Regions from separate parts of the Canis lupus genome. Here region 1 is linked to region 2. A link is a contact called in public Hi-C data. All regions are on one chromosome and are shown on one strand. The core of a region is the stretch at or near the end of the contact, and the rest is flanking DNA. Distances in the headings are between cores, read along the strand shown. Region 1 has its middle 16 kb from the start of PKD1L2. Region 2 holds the start of PLCG2 (1-phosphatidylinositol 4,5-bisphosphate phosphodiesterase gamma-2).

Region 1 (3,601 bases), core at 237-2,736, 430 kb before region 2:
GAGAGTACACTTCATGATTCCATTTCTAGAAGTTTCTAACAGGTCACACTGATCAATAGTGGTAGGAATCAGTACCCTTGGGAGCCTGTGGAAGATTCCTGGGCGACTGGTCATGTTTTGTTTCTTGGTCTGAGTGCTGGTTACATAGGTGTGTTCACCATATAGAAGTTAACTAAGCTCTGGTTTTGTGTGTGTGTAGTTTTTTGCATGTATCTTATGCTTCAATAGAAAATTTAAAAATTAGTTTAAGACACTGTGACTCACTGATCTGTACATGCTGCTCGGTAGTTGATATTAATGGGATGCAGCTGTTCTTTAAAAAATAAAATGGAGAAGAAGCTCCCCTCCCCCCCTTTTTTTATCTTTGCTTATAATGTCCAATTGTTAGGAATACCAAGGTCTGGGTCATTTTGTTAATGTCACTCACAAGTTGCTAGCCATCTTGGTAGATGAAGCCCCCGACCAGATCAGGCAGTGTGGTGGAATGGAAAGGCTAAGGAAGCTTCCTCCATCACCTGCATGACCTAATGTCTCAGCGCCCTTGTCCATGCAGTGAGGCGACAGCCATTCCTGGCTGGGTCATCATAGGGTTTACATGAGACTATGGCTGAGTAAGTACCTGGCATGTAATAGATTCAAATATTTGGTTGGTTTTTTTTTGTTTGTTTGTTTGTTTGTTTTTTTGTATAATAGGATGACATTTATCCTACTTAGCCTCTTAAAAATACCATCTACTTCTATGTAATATGAAAGTAATGGCAACAGTTACCCATTTCTAAGAATCAACTCTGTGCCAGTTCTTTTCTTCTTTGTAGTCCCATTTAGCCCTTAAAATTACCCAGTGACTATTAGCAACACTTGGAATAATATTAACAATCACATATCATGTACTGGAATGGCCTGAAGATTCTTATATATCCCCTGTCATGGATGCACGTCACCCAGAGTCTGCCCTTCAAGACTGAGGGCTGCATCCCCCAGCACTCTGGCATGTAAGTGGCGGAGGGCTCACAGCTGAATCTATCTCCCCTTTAGCCAAAGGGAGCTGCCTCCCCTAAGATGTCATCCTGCATCCAATGGCAGCCCAATGCCAGAGTACAAAGGTTCTGCTCTCTTTTCTCAATAGAGACAGGTCCCCCAGCTCTAGAGTTCTCTGTAGGGATTGGAGGGGCCTGGATTGCTAGTGCATCCCAGTCCACCTTCTGCCCCTGCTCCATCCTGGTATCCCGCAGGAAACCTGCTGCACCCCAAAACAATTTTCTGGTACCCAAACTACATATTCTCTTAAAAACAATTTCTCTAAACTGGCTGGCATCAAGGCTCTTCATCAGTAGACCCCTTCTGAGTTTTCTAGCATCATTTTTCATACTCTCCACACACCCCTGAACTCCCGTTGTAGTAAGCTGCTCTGTGTTATGGGAGGAAGTTACACCCTTTGACATCCTTGACTTCATTTTCTCTACTTCCACTGCTCCTGCCTGATTCCCCTGAAAGACTTCAGTCTTTTGTGACCATCACCTTCCACATAATTCCTTTGATCCTCCCAACATCCTATGTATATCTAGGCCACTCTAATTTTTGTGTTGTCTTGAGAATTATCAATTTCCAGTGAAATCCCCTCCTGCAGACTCAGCTATGTGCAGAGGCAGCTCTGAACAGACCCAAGAACGACAATTCCCAGATCTGTCGGTAGGTGGTGCTGCGTTACCCAACGCTGGACAAGGACAAAGTTCACCTTAGCGAATTGTCCCGTAAGGCACATAATTAATTTCAGAAACCTAGAAAGTTTTTCCCATAACAAACAGTAAAGCAAAACAGCCTGACGTTCAAATGAACACAAGACATGGGGAGGGCAAGGCAAGAAGGAGCTTCTAAAGGAGAAATCCTTTGACTTTTATTATACTGTTTCTATTTGAGATTGGATTCCCCCCATCAGCTCATGTGATTTGTCTACAACAGAGCAGAAGTGTCTGATTTAGGTCTTAGCTTAACAAGGAGTTAAGCAAAAGAAGGGTTCTGTACAAACACATAAAAGCACGGGGACGTTCACACAAGGTATGTTACTTCTCTGTACTTAAAATTCATGCCATTTTTAATCTCATATTCTACCTGAGGTTGCTAGTGCTGGTAAGTATCAGAAATTTCTGTCCGAAAGCTAACAAAAATGATAGAAGAAGGTGGGCAGGTAGTTTTAAGGTCCAACAAGTTTTTAAAAATTAGATGAAATTGGACGATTTGAGAGGCGTGATGGCAGAGGGTATCACCATCTATTTCTTTTGGAGAGAAAAAAAACAAAAACAAAAACAAATCCCAGTGGCTTTGGCTTCAAGTTAATGCCCAGAGGGATTGCAAGTGTAAAACACTGATTATTGTTTCTCTTTGATTATAAAAAAAAAAAAATTAATCACAAAGAATCCAGAGAGCAAGATGACAAACACCCTTCACCTCACCATCCAGAGTTGACAAATACTGACATTTTGTCCCACATGCTCCCATTTTTAGCTACTGTTTGTTTATTACTGGAATGTCCTTGTGTAACTGAAGGTCTTAGCAGGGTTACTGACAGTCAATTTTGATTAATGCCAAATGCAAGTTGTCTAAAATTTGGGGACTGGAAGATTGTGTAGCTGAGCATTTATTGTTTATTCAATGAAATGATAGCAAGCAAGAAGAAACCTGCAGAGCAAGGCCGTGGCTATTTGTGTCACTTAAACATTTTCTTCCCCAAATCATCTTCACATGTAATTTCTCATTTTACTCCATGAAACTATCAAGGCCATCCATATAAATGTGACAGGGAAGGAAATGGAAACCCAAGACCAGGGATCGTCTTGCACGTGTTAGCAGCAGCTAGGACTAGAAGAACCTTAGCTTCCGGACATGCCATTTTATTTGGCAGCATGGCAGGATGTGTGAGACTTCAGAGTACCATTGGGTTTGAAACTAGCGTACACTGGGGCAGATCTGGGCCATACACAAGGCTGGCCCTCTCTTGGCCTCACCCCACTCAGGGCTTCTAGCAATGCCGAGATTGCACGGGGCTAGATTTGGACCCCCTGGCTCCCACAAGGTAGAGCTACACGTATTTTGGAGTTAGGAGAGGGGCTTATGGGCCTCTATGATTTCCCTGGGAATTCATGTTGAACTGAGGACCCCTGTAAGAAGCCCCCAAACCCAATGAGGATCTGGAAATTCTGAAACATTTGGGGGCACCCTGCAGAGCAGAATGGAGCTTACCCCAGACCCAGGTAGGACTTTGAAATGTTATGAATTGGGTTCGGCTACTATCAGGTTGGGGAAGCTCTGGCCCCTAGAGGATGCAGAGTACAGGCTGCATCCTGTGTAATCCACCAGGGGCTTCAGAGCCTCAGCTTTGATGCCAGACAATCCTGGCTTGCACCACCATGCTGCCACTCACGAGCTGCATAGCTTGGGCAGTGCTGCTATATACCTCTGAGCTTCATTTGTTTTGTCTGTAAAAACAAGATGATAATTACCTAGCTCAACACCATCTAATAGAACTACAATGTGAGACATACAGAAATACAGTGTATGTTCTGATAGCCATATTGAAAAAGTAAGAGTAAGTCAAATTAATTTT
Region 2 (3,526 bases), core at 71-2,570:
TCACTCTAGTTCCAGCAGAGCCCTGGGCAAAGAGCAAGTTCAAGATCAAGGAGAGTCTAGATAAATGGCAGAGTCCCGGTCCGGCCAGAGCAGGAACTCCCAATGCACGGTCCCTGAGAAATGATTCTGGCAACAAAGGGACTTAGGGGCACTTAGTGCAATGATGTACAACGTGCCTAATCACTGCTCCGGGGTGGGGGTAGGGGTGGGGGTGGGGGAGGGAGTCCCCAGTGCAGAGACGGAGGTCAGACGCCAGTACACACCAACACTGCACGTCTACCTATGGACAGTGTTCTTTTTTTTCTAAGATTTCATTTATTTAGGGACGCCTGGGTGGCTCAGCGGTTGGGTGTCTGCCTTCAGCTCAGGGCATGATCCTGGGATCGAGTCCCACATCAGGCTCCCTGCATGGGGCCTGCTTCTCTGCCCGTGTGTCTTTCTCTCTCTGTCTCTCATGAATAAATATTTGAGTGAGAGAGAGATAGGAAGAGAGCATAAGCGGGGGTAGAGGGAGAGGGAGAAGCAGGCTCCTGCTGAGCAGGGACGTGGGGCTCGATCCCAGGACCCTGGGATCATGACCTGAGCCCCCGGGCGCCCCGTATGGACGGCATTCTGGAGGGAACAGTGGGGTGCCCTGTAGGGGGTAACCAGGATCAGGACCGCCTCTCGGGGCCGTGATGTTTAGGCTGGCCAGCCCCTCAGAGGCCTCCCCCACCTTCCAAAATGTCCTTCTAGGGGGCAGCCCGGGTGCCCGGCGGTGTAGCGCCGCCTGCAGCCCCGGGCCTGCTCCTGGAGACCCGGGATCGGGTCCCGCGTCGGGCTCCCCGCGTGGAGTGGAGCCTGCTTCTCCCTCTGCCTGTGCCTCTGCCTCTCTCTGTGTGTCTCGTGAATAGGTAAATAAAATCTTTAAAATAAAATCCTCTAAAAAAAATAGGTGAGATAAAACGTCCTCGGAATCACCTGCGGCCTCCCGTCCTGCAGCCTGGGGCGGTCGCCGCTGTGTCCTTCGTCCGTGATCACCTTTTAAGAGGACGCTTCTTCACGTTCCCTCCTAAGAACCGGAGTCGCCCCGGGGCCTGACCGACGCGGCCCGAGCCCTGAGGCCAGAGGGCGCCGGGGCCCCCAGGAGCGCGGGCACGGGGACGCGGCCTCCCGGCCCGCAGACGACCGCCACTCCCAGGAAACGCCCGCCCCGGAAGCGGAAGTGCGTCGGCGGGCGGTGGGCGCACTGCGTTCTGGGAGGTGTAGTCCATGGAGGCCGAAGAGTCCGTGAGAGCTGTGCATTTTGGGAAAGGTAGTTTTCGAGGGATCTGAGCGCCCTAGGCGGGAGCCGAGGTGATGCCTAACGCGACGGCGGCGGGGGGGGGGGGGGGGGGGGGGGGCGGCGCCAACAATTGTTAGATTAAGAGCGAATACGTGGGACTTGTTTTTGTCTCTCCCAGCTACCAACACGCAGAGGGGCGGAGAATAAGACCTATAGCGCGCTTTTGTGATGGCAAGCAGGCCTGAGTTGCCTGTTCCTCATTCAGACGAGTAAACCAGCTGCGTAGCCTCCCTGAACCTCTGTTTCCTTATCTGTGAAATGGGCAAATTGATCATTCTTGCTTGGCAGGCCTGATAACATCCATCGAACACCCATCAAACACCGTTGCTTTAACAAATCCCTCCTCCCTTCGAATCCGAGCGTACAGAGCACATGGATGTTTTTGTAACCAAGAGTAAGGATGGGGCTCCGGGGGCACCTGGGTGACTCGGTTGGTTCAGGATCTGCCTTCCTCTCAGGTCATGACCTCCAAGTCCTGGGATTGGGGGCACAGGCCGTGATCCCGTGGTCCTGGGGTCCCGGGATCCAGCCCCAAGGCAGAGTCCTGGCTCTGCGGAGTCTGCGGCTTCCTGGCCCTCTGCCCCTCCCCCTAGCGTTCATTCTCTCTCAAATAGATAAATGGGGGCAGCCCCGGTGGCCCAGCGGTTTAGCGCCGCCTTCAGCCCAGGGTGTGATCCTGGAGACTCGGGATCGAGTCCCACATCAGGCTCCCTGCATAGGGCCTGCTTCTCTGCCTCTCTCTCTCTCTGTCTCTCATGAACAAATGAATAAAATCTTATAAATAAATAAATAAATAGACGATAGCAAGGCCTCCAGTATCTTGTAAGTCCTCCTTAGCATATGGAAATCCCTTTGAAATCTCCCTTTTTGCTTGCTTCCCCCAGCCGTTGGGTATATAATCAGCCACCCCTCACAGGCCCAGGGCAGCCGCTCTTCCTGCCCACGGGTCCTGTCCCCAGGCTTTAATAAAACCACCATTTTGCACCAAAGACGTCTCAAGAATTCTTCGTTGGTTGTTGGCCCCGGACCTCACCTAAAACTTCATCATGGGGAGGTTTGATTGTGGTTATATATTGGCTAATAGCATGGTATCACTGTTGACTCTCCTGAGTGTGATCACTGAATTGTGGTTATGTGGAAGAGTGTCCTCCTTAGTAGACACCTGCTGAACTAACTCTGAGCTCTTGGACAGTTTAGAAAAAAAGAGAAACGGAGGAAAGGATATATTAATAATTGGTGAATCCAAGTTTTAAAATATGGTTGTTCGTGTTCCTCCTCTTGTAACTAAAAAGTAGGCACGAAAAAAAAAAACAAAAAAAACAAGGAAGCTCCATAGCACTGATGAGGGGGAAAGCTTCTATAAACATTGGCAAGATTCTTTTTTTCAAAGCAAGATGCAGAGGTGGAAATACACAAAACACCCAGACAGAAGACCCAAGAAAGAGGAGACAAAGGCTGCCTCTGGGACAAGGACCTGGGGAAGGGATGAGGAGTGGAAAAGAGACTTGCTTCTCACACTTACCCTTTTAGAGCTTTTTTTTTTTTTTTTTTTAAAGATTTTATTTATTCATGAGAGACACGGGGAGGGAGAGAGAAAGAGAGAGGCAGAGACACAGGCAGAGGGAGAAGCAGGCTTCCTCCAAGGAGCCCGATGTGGGACTTGATCCGGGATCCTGGGATCACACCCTGAGCCAAAGGCAGATGCTTAACCTAACATCTAAAGGTGTCCCCCTTTTAGAGGTTTTAATTTTTTTTTTTATTTTTTAGCTTTTAAATTTTGTATCATGTCCATGTATAACCTGTTCAGATACCAAACCAAACCAAACAAAAAACCAATAACTTCGAAGAAGACTGTTTCTGGGAAAGCACTTGTGGTCAGAAAACCCCAGACTGGGCTCCCCTACTCCCCAGCTGTAGACCTGTTGGGAAACCCAAAACAGAAGGAAGGAAAACCAGTTACTTTCACATCCTTTCCCACATCTGCTCCTCATCACAATCTAGTGAGCCAGGCAGGTTTTAGTGGACCCATTTTATAGATTAGGAACACTGAGGACCAGAGAGTCTTAGCAACTTGTCTAAAGTCATGTGGTGAGACACTATTAGAGCTGAGGTGGAACCTGAGCCCTTCCCAGTGACCCAGCCTGGCTCTGTCCCTCCTGCAGGTGACCTCTCCAAGCTCTGAGGGTTGGATATGGCAGGAGA

What was found. A called contact is a pair of places that touch in the nucleus more often than the background predicts.
Region 1: a contact with region 2 is called in a Hi-C map of blood, with 6 times the contacts expected there. The contact joins the enhancer-like site here to the promoter of PLCG2 in region 2. A contact is called at or near these places in 3 of 9 Hi-C or Micro-C datasets (amygdala and blood).

The regions. Positions count from the first base shown.
Region 1 is chr5:71,225,511-71,229,111 of UU_Cfam_GSD_1.0, reverse strand. No RefSeq gene overlaps it. Among named protein-coding and RNA genes, the nearest start is that of PKD1L2, 16 kb to the left of the region's middle. Within about 2 kb of position 1,486, at least 1 of the 20 cell types and tissues checked has an H3K27ac peak or open chromatin away from gene starts, as enhancers often do. A contact at or near this core is called in blood, where this site is marked.
Region 2 is chr5:70,791,529-70,795,054 of UU_Cfam_GSD_1.0, reverse strand. It overlaps PLCG2 (1-phosphatidylinositol 4,5-bisphosphate phosphodiesterase gamma-2), which reads left to right and starts at 1,320. Exons shown (of 35, transcript XM_038538196.1): 1 at 1,320-1,335. LOC102154738 (a long non-coding RNA gene) reads right to left here and starts at 1,190. Exons shown (of 4, transcript XR_005360025.1): 1 at 961-1,190.